Linked DNA regions of Mus musculus: all the other regions are linked to region 2. A link is a contact called in public HiChIP or PLAC-seq data. All regions are on one chromosome and are shown on one strand. The core of a region is the stretch at or near the end of the contact, and the rest is flanking DNA. Distances in the headings are between cores, read along the strand shown.

Evidence for each region. HiChIP or PLAC-seq counts read pairs in DNA pulled down with a chosen protein or histone mark.
Region 1: a contact with region 2 is called in an H3K4me3 HiChIP or PLAC-seq map of embryonic stem cells, with 5 times the contacts expected there. The contact joins the enhancer-like site here to the promoter of Acvr1 in region 2. A contact is called at or near these places in 1 of 39 promoter capture datasets (hippocampal neurons), 2 of 484 Hi-C or Micro-C datasets (cerebral cortex and nephron progenitors), 8 of 115 datasets of contacts at active chromatin or transcription factors (the SCID.adh cell line, embryonic stem cells, heart atrium and 2 more) and 1 of 9 other capture datasets (liver).
Region 3: a contact with region 2 is called in an H3K27ac HiChIP or PLAC-seq map of embryonic stem cells, with 15 read pairs. The contact joins the enhancer-like site here to the promoter of Acvr1 in region 2. A contact is called at or near these places in 2 of 39 promoter capture datasets (epiblast stem cells and hippocampal neurons), 9 of 484 Hi-C or Micro-C datasets (embryonic stem cells, forebrain, nephron progenitors and 1 more), 9 of 115 datasets of contacts at active chromatin or transcription factors (embryonic stem cells, epiblast stem cells and neural progenitor cells) and 2 of 9 other capture datasets (adipose tissue and liver).

The regions. Positions count from the first base shown.
Region 1 is chr2:58,602,167-58,606,401 of GRCm38.p6, reverse strand. It overlaps a transcript of Upp2 not described here. Among named protein-coding and RNA genes, the nearest start is that of Acvr1, 37 kb to the right of the region's middle. Within about 2 kb of position 1,366, at least 2 of the 459 cell types and tissues checked have an H3K27ac peak or open chromatin away from gene starts, as enhancers often do. A contact at or near this core is called in embryonic stem cells, where this site is marked.
Region 2 is chr2:58,564,250-58,568,175 of GRCm38.p6, reverse strand. Acvr1 (activin A receptor, type 1) reads left to right here and starts at 1,348. Exons shown (of 12, transcript NM_007394.3): 1 at 1,348-1,389. It also overlaps a transcript of Upp2 not described here.
Region 3 is chr2:58,624,065-58,628,543 of GRCm38.p6, reverse strand. It overlaps a transcript of Upp2 not described here. Among named protein-coding and RNA genes, the nearest start is that of Acvr1, 59 kb to the right of the region's middle. Within about 2 kb of position 2,088, at least 21 of the 459 cell types and tissues checked have an H3K27ac peak or open chromatin away from gene starts, as enhancers often do. A contact at or near this core is called in embryonic stem cells, epiblast stem cells and neural progenitor cells, where this site is marked.

The DNA.
Region 1 (4,235 bases), core at 117-2,616, 38 kb before region 2:
TTCACCTAAAGGCTGTTAGCAGAATACTGATTTCCAGGCAGCTAGGATGAGTTAAAGCCCACTCCCACATTGATACACCTCCTCCAAAAGGCTGTACCTACACCAACAGTGCCATACCTTCTACTAGTGCCACTCCCTAGGGCCAAGCATATACAAATCATCACAGCGACTGAGGTCTGAGTTCAGTTATCTTGGGGTACATAAACAACTTGTCCTAATCAGTAGGAATAGTATTTGAGTGTTTTATTGGTAAAGGTTATTTTATCTGAATTTGAAAAATACATGCATAATTAACACAAAGAACAGGAAAATTAGGATCTTATGTGAAGTGTGAGGAAAATACAATTAGCCTAATATAATTGGGGCCAGGAGGCTGTCTCTCTACTCTCTGCATTTTTATTCCCTCTAGAACCTAGAGTCTAGGTAAGATTCTTCTTCAGTATTGTTTCTTTATGGTTAGAAAGCAACGTCTATGAACACTGGAGACACCCATCTTCCTTATTAGAAAATTTTTTTTCCACGGCACATGATTGTAGTCCCAACACTTGGGAGTCTGAGCAAAGAGGATTGGAGCTTATGGGACAGCCTGAGATTCCCAGCAAAACCATCTTCTTCCCTTTGACCTTGGTACAACGGTGTTGACAGCAGGCTGATCAGGCTAGCTCAGACTTGCCAAGTAATGCAGTGCACGGATTGTCTGAAGCCTAAGTAGATCAACCAGTCACTTAGAAGGCCATTGTCATTACTGTGATTGCCTGGAGTTGAGGACTCGGTTGGCTTTCTGAGGCATTTGGGCAGTGGGAAGAGTAGAGGCCTATTGGGTTGTGTTTGAAGGTAAGGAAACAGTAAGGATGGGTGCTGAGGAGACAACTCTGAGAGAAAGGAGGCACTCTTTTGTAGGTGACTAGGAGGGAAGAGACACTGGCCACATTTCCTTTTCATCTCTCTCAGTGGAGTGCCTCTCTTTTTGAAGCAACAGACAAAATATTTCATACCCTCAAACCTTGCCCAGTGGTGAAGAGTCAGTTGTCTTGTTTGTCCATTTGTAAGCACACCACACATGTTCGGTTAGGCCGGGGACAATAGGAAAGTTTATTGTGGTCAAGGTCCATAGTACTCTTCAGCCTAGGTTTACTGAAAACAGATCTGACAGGTTTTCCTCTGTTGGGTTCCTGTGTCTATATCTAATTGAGCTGTACCAGGGGATAGACAAAGCTATCATCATTAAAAACTTCAACAAGAATACCCTGCCTTTGAAAGGCTAGGCTGGCTTTCAAATGTAATTCTGGCTGAGTATGACAGTCCAGGCCTGCAGTCTCAGCTACTGGAAAGACTGAAGCAGATGACTGCCCAATCCCAGGAGCTTGAATCCAGCCTCAGCAAGATGGTGAGATCCTACCTCATCCACAACAAAACAGAGAAAGGGATCGCACACACTCGGGAAATTGAACAGGCATCTCCATCATAAAATACAACTTTAGCATTTCAATGAGCCTGATTTTAAGCTGAGAGTGTGGTGGAATATGCAGACGCTTTGGAGGTTGAAGCAGGTGGGTCATGAGTTTAAGGTTATCTTTGGCTACATTGGGAGACCCTGCCAATAAAACAACAACAGTAACACCCATTACAACCAACAACAAAATTCCACTCATATAGATAGTTGTGGCTTTCTGTTTGTGATACTAGGAATTGAACCTTGGACCTTGTGCATGCTAGGTAAGGGATCCACTACTGATCCACTCTTTTTATTTTTTATGTTAATTCAGGGTCTCAGTACCACCCACAATGGGTTGGGCCCATCAATCACTAATTAAGAAAATTCTCTACAAGCCTACCTATAGCTAGATCTTATGGAGGCATTTTCTTAATTGAAGTTTCTCCCCACCCCCTTAGACAACTTGACCTTGCCAGTATGTGGGAGATGGAGTCATATGGATCAAAGTTCAAGGTCATCATTGGCTGGACTACAGGAGATCCTGTTTTACCACAAAACAAAACAGAACAAAACATGCATTTCTGAAAGGCTCAATGGATGCTAACATTTGAGAACCATTGGTTCTATTCTAGATGTAGACAATGTCTCTCACCGATATACAGGAGAACTTGTGTTTGGGTCTGCACTCAAAGGATCTAGACTAGGGTTATGATTCTGTGTTTCCTGAGTGCTCTTAAACCGTATCTTGTGTAAAGTTCAGTCCTTGAGGAGCAAGAGACCAGATCAGTGGGGCCCAATAGGCCTGCCATTATCATGGAAACCTTTGTCTGTCTCGACACCTAATAAAGACATTGCTAGCCATGTGTAGCTATTAGACATTTGAGACATGGCTTGCCTGACTGAAGAGTGATTTGAATTTTTTTTTATTCAACACGAAATCATTTTCAAGCAATAATGAAATAGGTATGGGTAGTGCATCCTGGTCTTCAATGCCATGCCTTGAAAAGCTTTCAGGCTTTCTACTTTTGTTTATCTGAATACTTGATTATTTTGTAGCCGAGCCTGGTGGAGTACCCCGTGCAAGACTATGTGTTCTCGTAGCACTTGAGGAGCTTCTGGGGAACATAAAATAAATAGATTGCAGGGTCTTTGGCCTTAAGGAACTTCCTGTGTAGTAACCAGCTTTGCTGTGTTTTTTCCAGTTTCTGCCAAGCCTGAAAGTGTTAGTTCCATGTTAAAGGGGGAAAATTAAGCAATAATTAGGAGAGACGATGCTTGGCAGGGGCTTCTTTATCTCAAGGCTACCAGATTTTGTTCATGGAATTTGAGAACATGAGTGATTTGCATATGTTGCATAAATTTGCATCTTGTATTCAAGAGACCTGACTCCAAGTCTATGAAGTACAATTTAATTAATTAGTGGGACCTACTATACTTGTATTCAGAGCAGGATTCAGGGCTCCACACACAGGAAATAGCCAGCTACTGACAACAGTTCAGGAAACTCCAAGATCAAGGCAGGACACACGCACACACACACACAAACACGAACACACAAAAGAAGAGGAGGAAGAGGAAGAGGAGGATCATAGATGATGGGGAAGGACATGCACCAGGAGCTTAGCTTGGGTCACCCCTCCCCTCTGCTTCCTATGCATCTCAAGTCTTTGAATGTTAGATGTGTTACTTCCCATCAAACACTGGGTAAAGCACAACAGCATTCACTTGTGTGTGTGTGTGTGTGTGTGTGTGTGTGTGTGTGTGTGTGTGTGTGTTTTCCTACTGTCTGTCTGTCCTTGCTCCTTTGCATGTAACTGAAACCTGCCCAGGTTTAGCAGGTAGTTTGAAAGTGGAGAGAGTAAAAGAGGATGCCAAGTAAGAAAAGGATGGTCTACGTCTGACCTCCACCCCCTGCCCTGCCAACTCATCTCACTTTCTCTACTAAACAGCCTCTTAAAGGCTATCCCAACCTCTTTGCAGGGCTCTGATGAAACGTTCAATAACACCCATCCTTGTCTTGAAGGAGCACAACACTGGAGCCAGAGAAATGAGCATACCGGACGTGAAGGAAGTGAAGGCTTGTCTGAGAAGATGCTCTGCTCCTACGGAGGGATGGAAGATTTCACAGTGGATGTGGCAGCGTGCAGCAAGTGATAACAGAGGAGGCAGGAAGTGGCCTCTTGGACAGCATACTGAAAGCAGTAACTGGTGTGTTGGGCGGTGAAGATGTAGGAATGGGTAGCATCAAAAAATGAGATCAGCCCGTAGGTGTCTTGTTAAGTTGCCCGAAGAGGGAAGGTTAAGTGAATGAAACCATGTATTTTCTACCACTTCATCCAGAAATGAAAACATGACAGAAAGGCCTGCGGAAGGACAGGTTGCTCTTTCTGTTACAACAAAAGGCCCCTCTTTCCAGCATCTTCTGACATGGGTAGCTCTGGGCCTATTCCTAGCGCGTTCCACTTTCTAGAACATGGGTTATTTTTCGTTTTGGTTTGGTTTTTGAGACAGAGTTTTGCTGTGTAGCCCTGGCAGTCTAGGAATTAGCTCTGTACACCAACCAGGTTGGCTTCAAACCCAAAGAAATCCACCTGCCTCTGCTGGAATTAAAGGTGTTTGCCACCATGTCTAGCTTAGAACATGAGTTCTTTATGGCTTTGAATTGACACCTATTCTACATCTGCCATGTTTGCAGCCTCTAACAACAACAAAAAAACAGTGCTTGCCTGCAGGGCAGCCCACAGAGCTGAAACCGAGTTGGAGACTTTCCCTGAATGATAGAACTAGGCATGGTAACATT
Region 2 (3,926 bases), core at 99-2,598:
CCAGCGACCCAATAAATGCCCTCTACATGAAAGGACCTGTAGGGATAAAAAATACTTTATGTTTTCCCCATTTATTGGTGTCATGATTTTACTCTTGCTTTGTGATAGGACTGTGCATTATAAGCTTCTAGAGGGCAGAGAAAATGGCTTGCTGCTTCCAAACACTAAGCGGGCACCATGCAAAATTTGATCCTTGCATGCCTTTTTTGATGCTCCAGATAATATTAGCACACTGGGGTGTTTTTGTGTTTCTAAGGACCAAAGTTGTCAGCCTCTCTGCGGCGGAGAATGTTCCTTCCTTCCTACTGTAAGCTCCCGTGGCGCCTAGGACAGGGCGGGATTTTTGCAGAAGCCCCCCCCCCCCCCACCCCCCAGACTTGCTTATTTTTATTACCAAGGAAGCCGACTGCGAAAATGGCAAACGCTTGCATAACCCTAGACCCTGCGAGGAAATGAGCATAGTGGAAGGGGATCAGAAGACAAGGCAACGATGGCCTGGCTGAGGCGGAGCATTGAGTATCCACCCCTGTGCCTGACACGCAGGGCTGGAGATGAGTGCAGGAGCCCCCGCAGTTCCCGGCTCGGCTGCCTGCTGTCCGCCCGCCCCGCGCCCCGGGAGCTGTCCAGACGGCCCCGCCCGCGCCTACCTGGCCGCTCCCCGTGCCGCGCGCCTCCCCCGCGTCCCGCCAGCCCGGCTCGCAGCAGCCCACAGCCCGGGCGGCCCGAAGGGTCGGGGGTCGGGGGCGGCGGGCGAGCATGGCTAGGCGGGCGGAATCCCTGGGGCCGGGCGCCTGCAGGGGGCGCGAGGAGCGCCCCGCCCCGCCGCCGGCCCTCTCCCTCCCGGCTCCCTGGATCCGCGCCGGGAGGAAATGATGTGTTGCTGCCTGGTTAATCACAGCTCCAGACACTCATTGGCCGAGCGCTCCGCAGCCACTTCCTCCTCCTCCTCCTCCCGCTCCTCCCGCTCCAGCTCCCGGTCGCCGCCGCCGCCGCCGCCGCCCCCAAGCGCTGGGGGAACTTTGCCGCCGCCGGCTCCCCGCCGCCCCCAGCCGAGCCCCGCGCCGCCGCAAGTTTCCTCCGCCCTCCTCCCCGCCCTCCGCCTCCCGCCCCGCGACAGCCGTCTCCCCGGCTCCAGCCCGGTGCCTGCCGCCAGCCTGCGCCCCGGCCCCGTGGCCGCCAGCCTCCCGCCCCGCGCCGCGCCGTGCCGCGCCGCGCTGCACTCCGCCGCCGCCGCCCGGGCCACCCGCCCGCGGCCCGCGGAGTTCCGGGCTCCACGCCGGCTGCAGCGCCCCGCCCCGCCCCGCGCCCTCCCGCGCCGCCTTGCAGCTCCCGGTCGCCTCGAGCTCTCCGCCTCCCCGGGTTCAGCACCCGACCGCCGCTGGACCAGAGGTGAGAGCAGGTCGCCGGCCACGCCGCCGGAGCTGGGGACCGAGGGAGGAGGGAGCTTAGCTGGAGGCGAGACCGGGATCGGAGGTGGAGGGTGGGCGTCTCGGTGCCTCCCCCTCGCTTTCATTCTTTCTCCGGCAAGCTGCGTGCCCTCTCGACGTGGGGGGAAGCCGCGGCGGAACGAAACCGACTTGCTTAGGGCCTTGGCTGCCGGTGGGATCCGGGGTGGACAGAGGCTTGGAGTAGGGGGTTCGGGTGTGCGTTGGATGAACTCCTGCAGGGTGTGCGCCTCGGACTTATAAATCGATCTGGCCTCACGGCCCCGGGCTCACCTTCTAAGCTGAGCTTGGCAGACTAAAGAGATTGGCCAGTCACCCCCACCCACAAAATATCCATCTCTTCCAAGAGGAATTTTCTGCTGGAGAGACAGCCAATAAACTCTGTTCAACTCCCTCCCTCCCTCTGTCCTTCCTAGCTGCAGTTTCAAAAAGCTTCAAAGCCAGGAATGTGGGATTCATCTTCCGATCCCCAGAAGGCAGATGTGGTTACAGATGTTGCATAGTACTTTGCCAAGTTTAAAACCCTTCCTTCGACACTAACCAAAACAGTGAGGCTAGAACCTTGGGCGCGCTGGGGAGAATTGTGGGCCTGTGGGTTCACTACGTGCATGGACTTCTGTCTGGTTCAGAGACTGGCTTGGCTCTGTCCAGTTTGTGCCAGTTACGTCTCCCACCCTTCCCTACCTCCCTCTTCCCCTGGAGATCTGAACGTACCTTGCACGGCAGAGGAGCTATGGAGGAAGGTACTTGGGCAAGAAAACACCCATTTTTGTTGCAGAAGAAAAGTGTGTTGGTTAAAAAGTTGCCATTAATTTGGTGTTTGGAGAGAGACGGACGGTAATGCATTGGATTTGCTCTCTTTATTGGCTTTTCTTCTTTGCGGTTTGTGCGATTGGTGTGAGATGATGGGAAACGTCTCTGGTCCCATACATGTTTAATGCGATTGCATATATATATATATACATACACATATATATGTTTTTTGTTTGCATAGATATATAATTTCTGAAAAAAATCCCTCAAATAGAAACATAACGCAGTGATTTTAAAGGATCCAGTTCTTGAGAGGCAGACTGCTCTGACAGCCCAAGGGAAGGCGGTGGCAAAAAATAGACACCACCTCCCTTTTCCCCAAAAAATTCTTCCTGGAAAGGTGGTGTTAAGAAACTTCAGAGATGGGCTCATCCAAGTGGCAGGCCTTAAATGGAAACACTATAGTATGTCCTGGCACTAGTCTCTGGAGGTGGGTTGCTGGCCGGGGGCCCAGGCTCGGGCAGGCGGCAGACACTAGACTTGTGCTGACCTCAGACAGTGCCTTGCCATGCAGCTCTACAGTTGGCACACTGCTTAAGTATGAATCCCAGGCCTCACCCATGCCACTCTCGGGGACAGTGCAGTCACAAGGTTATTTTAAGTCTGCATAGGATCTGGATTACCGTTCTAAGCTCAGCTCCCTCCCTTTGTGATTTGGTTACTTTTGTTTTCTGTCCTGGGGTTGACAAATGGATGGAAGTGTTCTGAAGCTGAGCAGCGTGTGCCTTGGGTGGCTGTCACTTTGTAATGGGACGCAGCATCTCTGCTGCCACTGTACATGGGAGTCCTCAAAGGTGATGAGTGATGTTGAGATAGACCTTGGCTTTAGCCGGCAAAGAGCAAGGGCCAGCGTGGGCACGGGCTGGACTCATGGTCTCTCTTCAACTGTGTGGCTGAGGTCTGCTCCAAGCAGAGAGTGGTTTTAGAGCGAACTTGATTGAGATAATAGTCTTACAACTTCTGCATGTTGGACTAGAGTGATCACTTGAATCTGAATAAATTTCTTGTAATTGCTAAGTAATTACAGAGAATATTAAGGATGCAGAGTTAAGATGCCACATTCAGGAGTGTAATGCGTTTCAGGAGCGAGGAGGAACTTAATTTGATTAATAGCATTGTAATGAGTGCCCTCCCCTCCAGATTGATAGTTTACCAAGTTTTCTTCCTGCATTCATGCAACGGGCGACAGTGACTGAGTTGGAAACAGGGGCCATCTTCCCCAAGCTTCTTGTCTTCCCAAGATCGGACTGTGTTGATAATGATAGGCAGCTGGGTGTTTCTTAAGGTTGGATGGAGTAGTCTGCAGAGCAGAGGGAGACACCAGACAGAGATGGATTTGAAAAATGATCTTGTTCTCCAAGGTCACAAGGTAACGAAAGAATCAATACGGGGACCCGATCGCCCCTCTGTGGCTCGCTTGGCCATTTGGATCCTTCTATCATGATTTATTTCGTCTGATTAAATCTCATGTCCAGCTTATTAGGGCCATTATGGAGAAATCAGACATCGGTGGGGGCCAAAGCCTTTGATTTGTTCGGGTAGAGTTAATGACAGGGTGATTAGGTGGAGTATGAGCCAAGCAGTGTGCCCAGCTCCGTGCAAACACTTTGCACTTTGCACACTTTAGCACTTCTTCTCCAGTAGGAAACTGAGGCCCGGCAGATTTAG
Region 3 (4,479 bases), core at 839-3,338, 60 kb before region 2:
GGATGCAGACTCTCAGTGCACTGTTCAAGGGTCTCTCGGAAATTTACCTGGGATTCTTGAGTCTTTGACAATACATATTTTCAATTTTAATAAACTCTGCCAAATTGCTCTTCAGTGCAGTTTTCCCAACTCAAGCTTCCATCCACAGTCAATAAGAGTTTTTAAAATGGACACTGTTACCTCTGTTTTGAAAATAAACTGGCTCAGGAAATAAAAGCTTGAAGTTAAACACCACTGCTACAAGTAAGTAGCAAGAACTGTAGTAATGTATTTGCTACAGTATACAGTTGCAAATACATTAGCAGCAGGGGAACCGGCTGCCAGGAGCTTCTGACTTAGAAGCCTTCCCCATTTCACTAGCCCATAGGAGGTGGTGGTGGTGGAGGAGGAGGAGTAAGGGGTGGGGGGTGAAAGGCAGGGGATGGGAGGGCGAGGGGGAGGAGGAGGCTTCCCAGAGCAGGCCAGCAGCTAAACTGCTGGATATCTATGCTTTCCACCTAGTTGCCCAAGGCAGAGACCTGCAAAGGATATTAATGCTTTCATCCTCTTCCCATAGAATAGCCCTTGACTGTGTCTGCTGTTCTACAGCTCCATTACAGCCTAATCAAGACCTGTTAGTGGAGTGTGTGCCTGCGGCCTCCCCTATGAACACCTGGGAGTGTGCTCAAAAGCAGAATCTGAGGCTATATCTAAGACATCTGAGGCTATATCTACACAGAATCTGCATTAATGTCCCCAGCAATTCATAGAATTTGAGAACTTCTGGCTTTGACTTTTGACAGAGCTTAATCAACTGGTTCCCCTGGATCTGTCCCTTGCACTTCAGAGGACAACTTGCTGGGATCTGTTGGATGCAGGGCTTAATTAACTTCAAGTCATCAGGCCCGTGTGTGAGCATCATCTCAAAGGACCAGCCCATAAACACTTTTCCTCTAAATAACTGTGTGTGTGTGTGTGTGTGTGTGTGTGTGTGTGTGTGAGAGAGAGAGAGAGAGAGAGAGAGAGAGAGAGAGAGACAGAGACAGAGACAGAGACAGAGACAGAGACGGAGAGTCAGAGAGAGACAGAGAAAGACTGAGAGACGGGGAGAGAGATGGAGAGAGGAGGGAGACAGAGAGATGGAGAGAGAGAGAGAACGCGTGAGCACAAGGTATGCCAGTTGACTCTCTCCTATCATGAGGGGTTTGGGGATTTAATTCCAGTCCGCAGGATTGGAGGCAGAACATTTACCCCTTGAGTCATTCTCTATCTCTCTGGCCCTGAAATTCTTTAGGTTATAAACCTCTAAAATGACTTTTCCCATTAAAGGCCCCAGAAGCAAAGGTTTACAGAAGGCAATTCATACCTTCTCCAGCTGCCGGGCTCAAACCCATTCTGTCCTCCCTAGCCTTGGTAGGCACCTTCTAATTCCTAAGCCAGGCTACGTTTTCCCCAGGGCCTTTCTGCGTGTTTCTTTCTTCTTCCTGTGAAGAATTAGGGAATGAGATCAGACACTCTCTCAGTAAGCTTTTTCAAATAGAGAACACTGTGCACCTCCTAATGTTTCTCACAGCTGTCTTTCAATAATAACATATATCTCCTTATTCAATATCAGTCTTATCTATTGATTCAAAGGGTTCAGATGCTACATCTGGGCTGGGCTGTTACCTCCTCCCGCACCTAACACAGTGACGGATACACAGTAGCGTTCAGTCAGTACCCGCTGATTTAATGACTATGAATGTTATCCTGGCTCAGAGTTCAAGTTCAACTGAAACCAAGAATCTAAAAACATTGCAGAGCTGAATACCAAGTATAATGTGGCCACCAGCAAGTGAATCGGGACAGAATTGCCCAGTTCTGACAGCTGTAACCTTTGTACATGCCCACCCTCCCTGGGTGACAGTAAACATTCTGTCCCCAAGCCAGTGCCCTTTCGAACAATATACTCCCAAACTGTCCCCTGGAAGGACTCTTTTTACTTTTTTCCTGGGAGGTTTTTGTTAGCCCTTAGTGAATAAGAATATGAAGTGTTTTTTACTTTGCCGCTCTTTGTTTTCTGGGCAAGAAAAGTCTGGAGGCGGTGGAGTGAGGCTACTTGATACAATTGCCTTCCCTTTCAAATGCTAAAAAGGGCTTTGCTCCTCCGGTCAGCTTAATCAGAGAGTTGCGGCAGTCTTGGAAGCCATCCATTCTCCTTTCCTTTTTGCAACCCATCTCTTACAGGCTAAGGGGTCACTTTTCAACGGATAGAAAGCCAGAGCCAGTAAGTCAGCACTGCCTGACAAGCGTCTCCCCCAGATTAGCCAAATTTGGGGGGGAACCCCCAAGTGAAACAGAGTTGGATATAGCAAATGTCATGGTCCTAAACCTGGACATGGACTCTGGGATTTTGGCATTGGCTACATGGGGAAGACTGGTGAATCCTAGAGGATAATTTATAAAATGGGGTATTTAACACACACACACAGAAAGAGAGAAAGAGAGAGAGACAGATGTGCACATCTGTCCTAGGAGTTAACAGAGCAGCTCTGGGTTAGTTCCCTTTAGTGGCTACTGAAAAGGTCAGCTCAGGGACTTTGGGAAGGTCATGAAACACTCCTCCAGAAGGGAAAGGCTAATTAACATTTCTCAGCCCATAGGTGGGAACCAACCTGAGGGTGGGGACACATTCTGGAGGACAGACTGTTGCCCAACTTCAAACCAGGGAAGTCCTTGTCACCTCATTCTCTAAAGATCAATCAGTTTAAATGGTGCACTGTTCCACCAATCATATTGTGCCTAGTTGCTGATGCTCTTTTCTGCCTCTGGAAACCGTATAACCATATAAAAACTCGCTTAACTGACACAGGGGTTGGGGTAGGGGGTGGGGGGAGTAGCTGCCACTCCTTCCTGTCTGGGATGACCCCAGTGCGCTGGAACAATAAATTCCTCTTGCTTGATCCCGGCTCCACATGGTTCACTCAGGGGGTCCCCGGTAAGCTTAGGCTCCCCGGAGTCTAACACTACTTTTGCTGTTCTGCACTTCTTGCAGATGCTTCTGCCATCCTTCTGGAATGTTTATTATTACTTGGAAATTTAAAAAAGAGTTCCGCATGGGTACTGGAGAATGCAAGTGTAATGCCAGCTACTCCATCTGGAGGCGAATGATCTGTTACGAGTTCAAGGTCAGCCTGGGGAAAAAAGCAAAACCGTTGAAAAAGAAAAGAAAAGGAAGGAAGTGAAAGAACCTAGTGGGGAAACCCCCACTCAACTCCCGATTCGTCGTGCACCCAAGAATCATGAATAGAACACAACACCTTAATGTAACAACATGAGGTATTTTAATGGTGGAGCTCCGGGTCGAAACGTATCTCACACAGGAGACAGTGGAATCGACCACGAGGCTTGGAAGCTAGGGGTTTTTATACAAAAGGAGTGGGGCTGGGGGAGGAATTGGCGAGGTTTCACATGATTGGTCCATTTAAACATCAGCAGCCTGTTAACATTTAACTTAGGTCAGAGGGGTGGGAGATAGGGAGGCGATGGGCCTGCCCTGGCATGTCCTGGTCTGTTCTGCTATGTTCTCAGCCCCAGGTTTCAAAGCTCACAAACAACTCTTTGGGCTATTTGACATACATTACATGAATCACAGGTCTCAAGTTTTATTTCCTTTCATTAGGAAGGAAGGAAGGAAGGAAGGAAGGAAGGAAGGAAGGAAGGAAGGAAGGAAGGAAGGAAGGAAGGAAGGAACTGTAAGTGGCTGCTTACATCAGTATTTTAAGACAAGCTTAAAGGTTTCTGTTTTATTTTTCTTGGGGGTTTTCCCCTTGATTTACACCCTTCCATTTCCCCCCTTTTATTAAACATAGATTTTTTTTCTCATACAATACAATCAATACAGTTTCCCCATCCTCTGTTTCTCCCAGTTGCCCCTCACCTCTTCTCCCATTTGGATCTTCTCTCTGTGTCTCATTAGAAAAGAAAAGGTTTCTAGGAGATAAAAAAAAAAACAAAGCCATCACATCAAAGTTAAGCAAAGCAAGCTCAACAGGAGACTCAAAGAGCCCCAAGAGAAGGCATAAGAACCAGAGACTGACTTGTTTATCCACCTTCAGGAGTCCCATAAAAGTACTAAACTGAAATTGTATCCATATGCATAGGACTGGTCGCAGACCTGTTCTCCCGGTATCTTCTGTCTCCCTAACTTCTGCCTCCTGTTTCAAGATCTTTCAGTACAGAATGCCTTGCTGTGAGTCTCTGTATTTGTTCTTATCGCTGCAGGAAGACGCCTCTCTGACAATGGCAGAACAAGGCACTGATTTATGAGTATAACAATAGCGGGCTGGTGAGATGGCTCAGCAGGTAAGAGCACCTGACTGCTCTTCCAAAGGTCCTGAGTTCAAATCCCAGCAACCACATGGTGGCTCACAACCATCCGTAATGAGATCTGACTCCCTCTTCTGGTATGTCTGAAGATAGCTACAGTGTACTTACGTATAATAAATAAATAAATCTTAA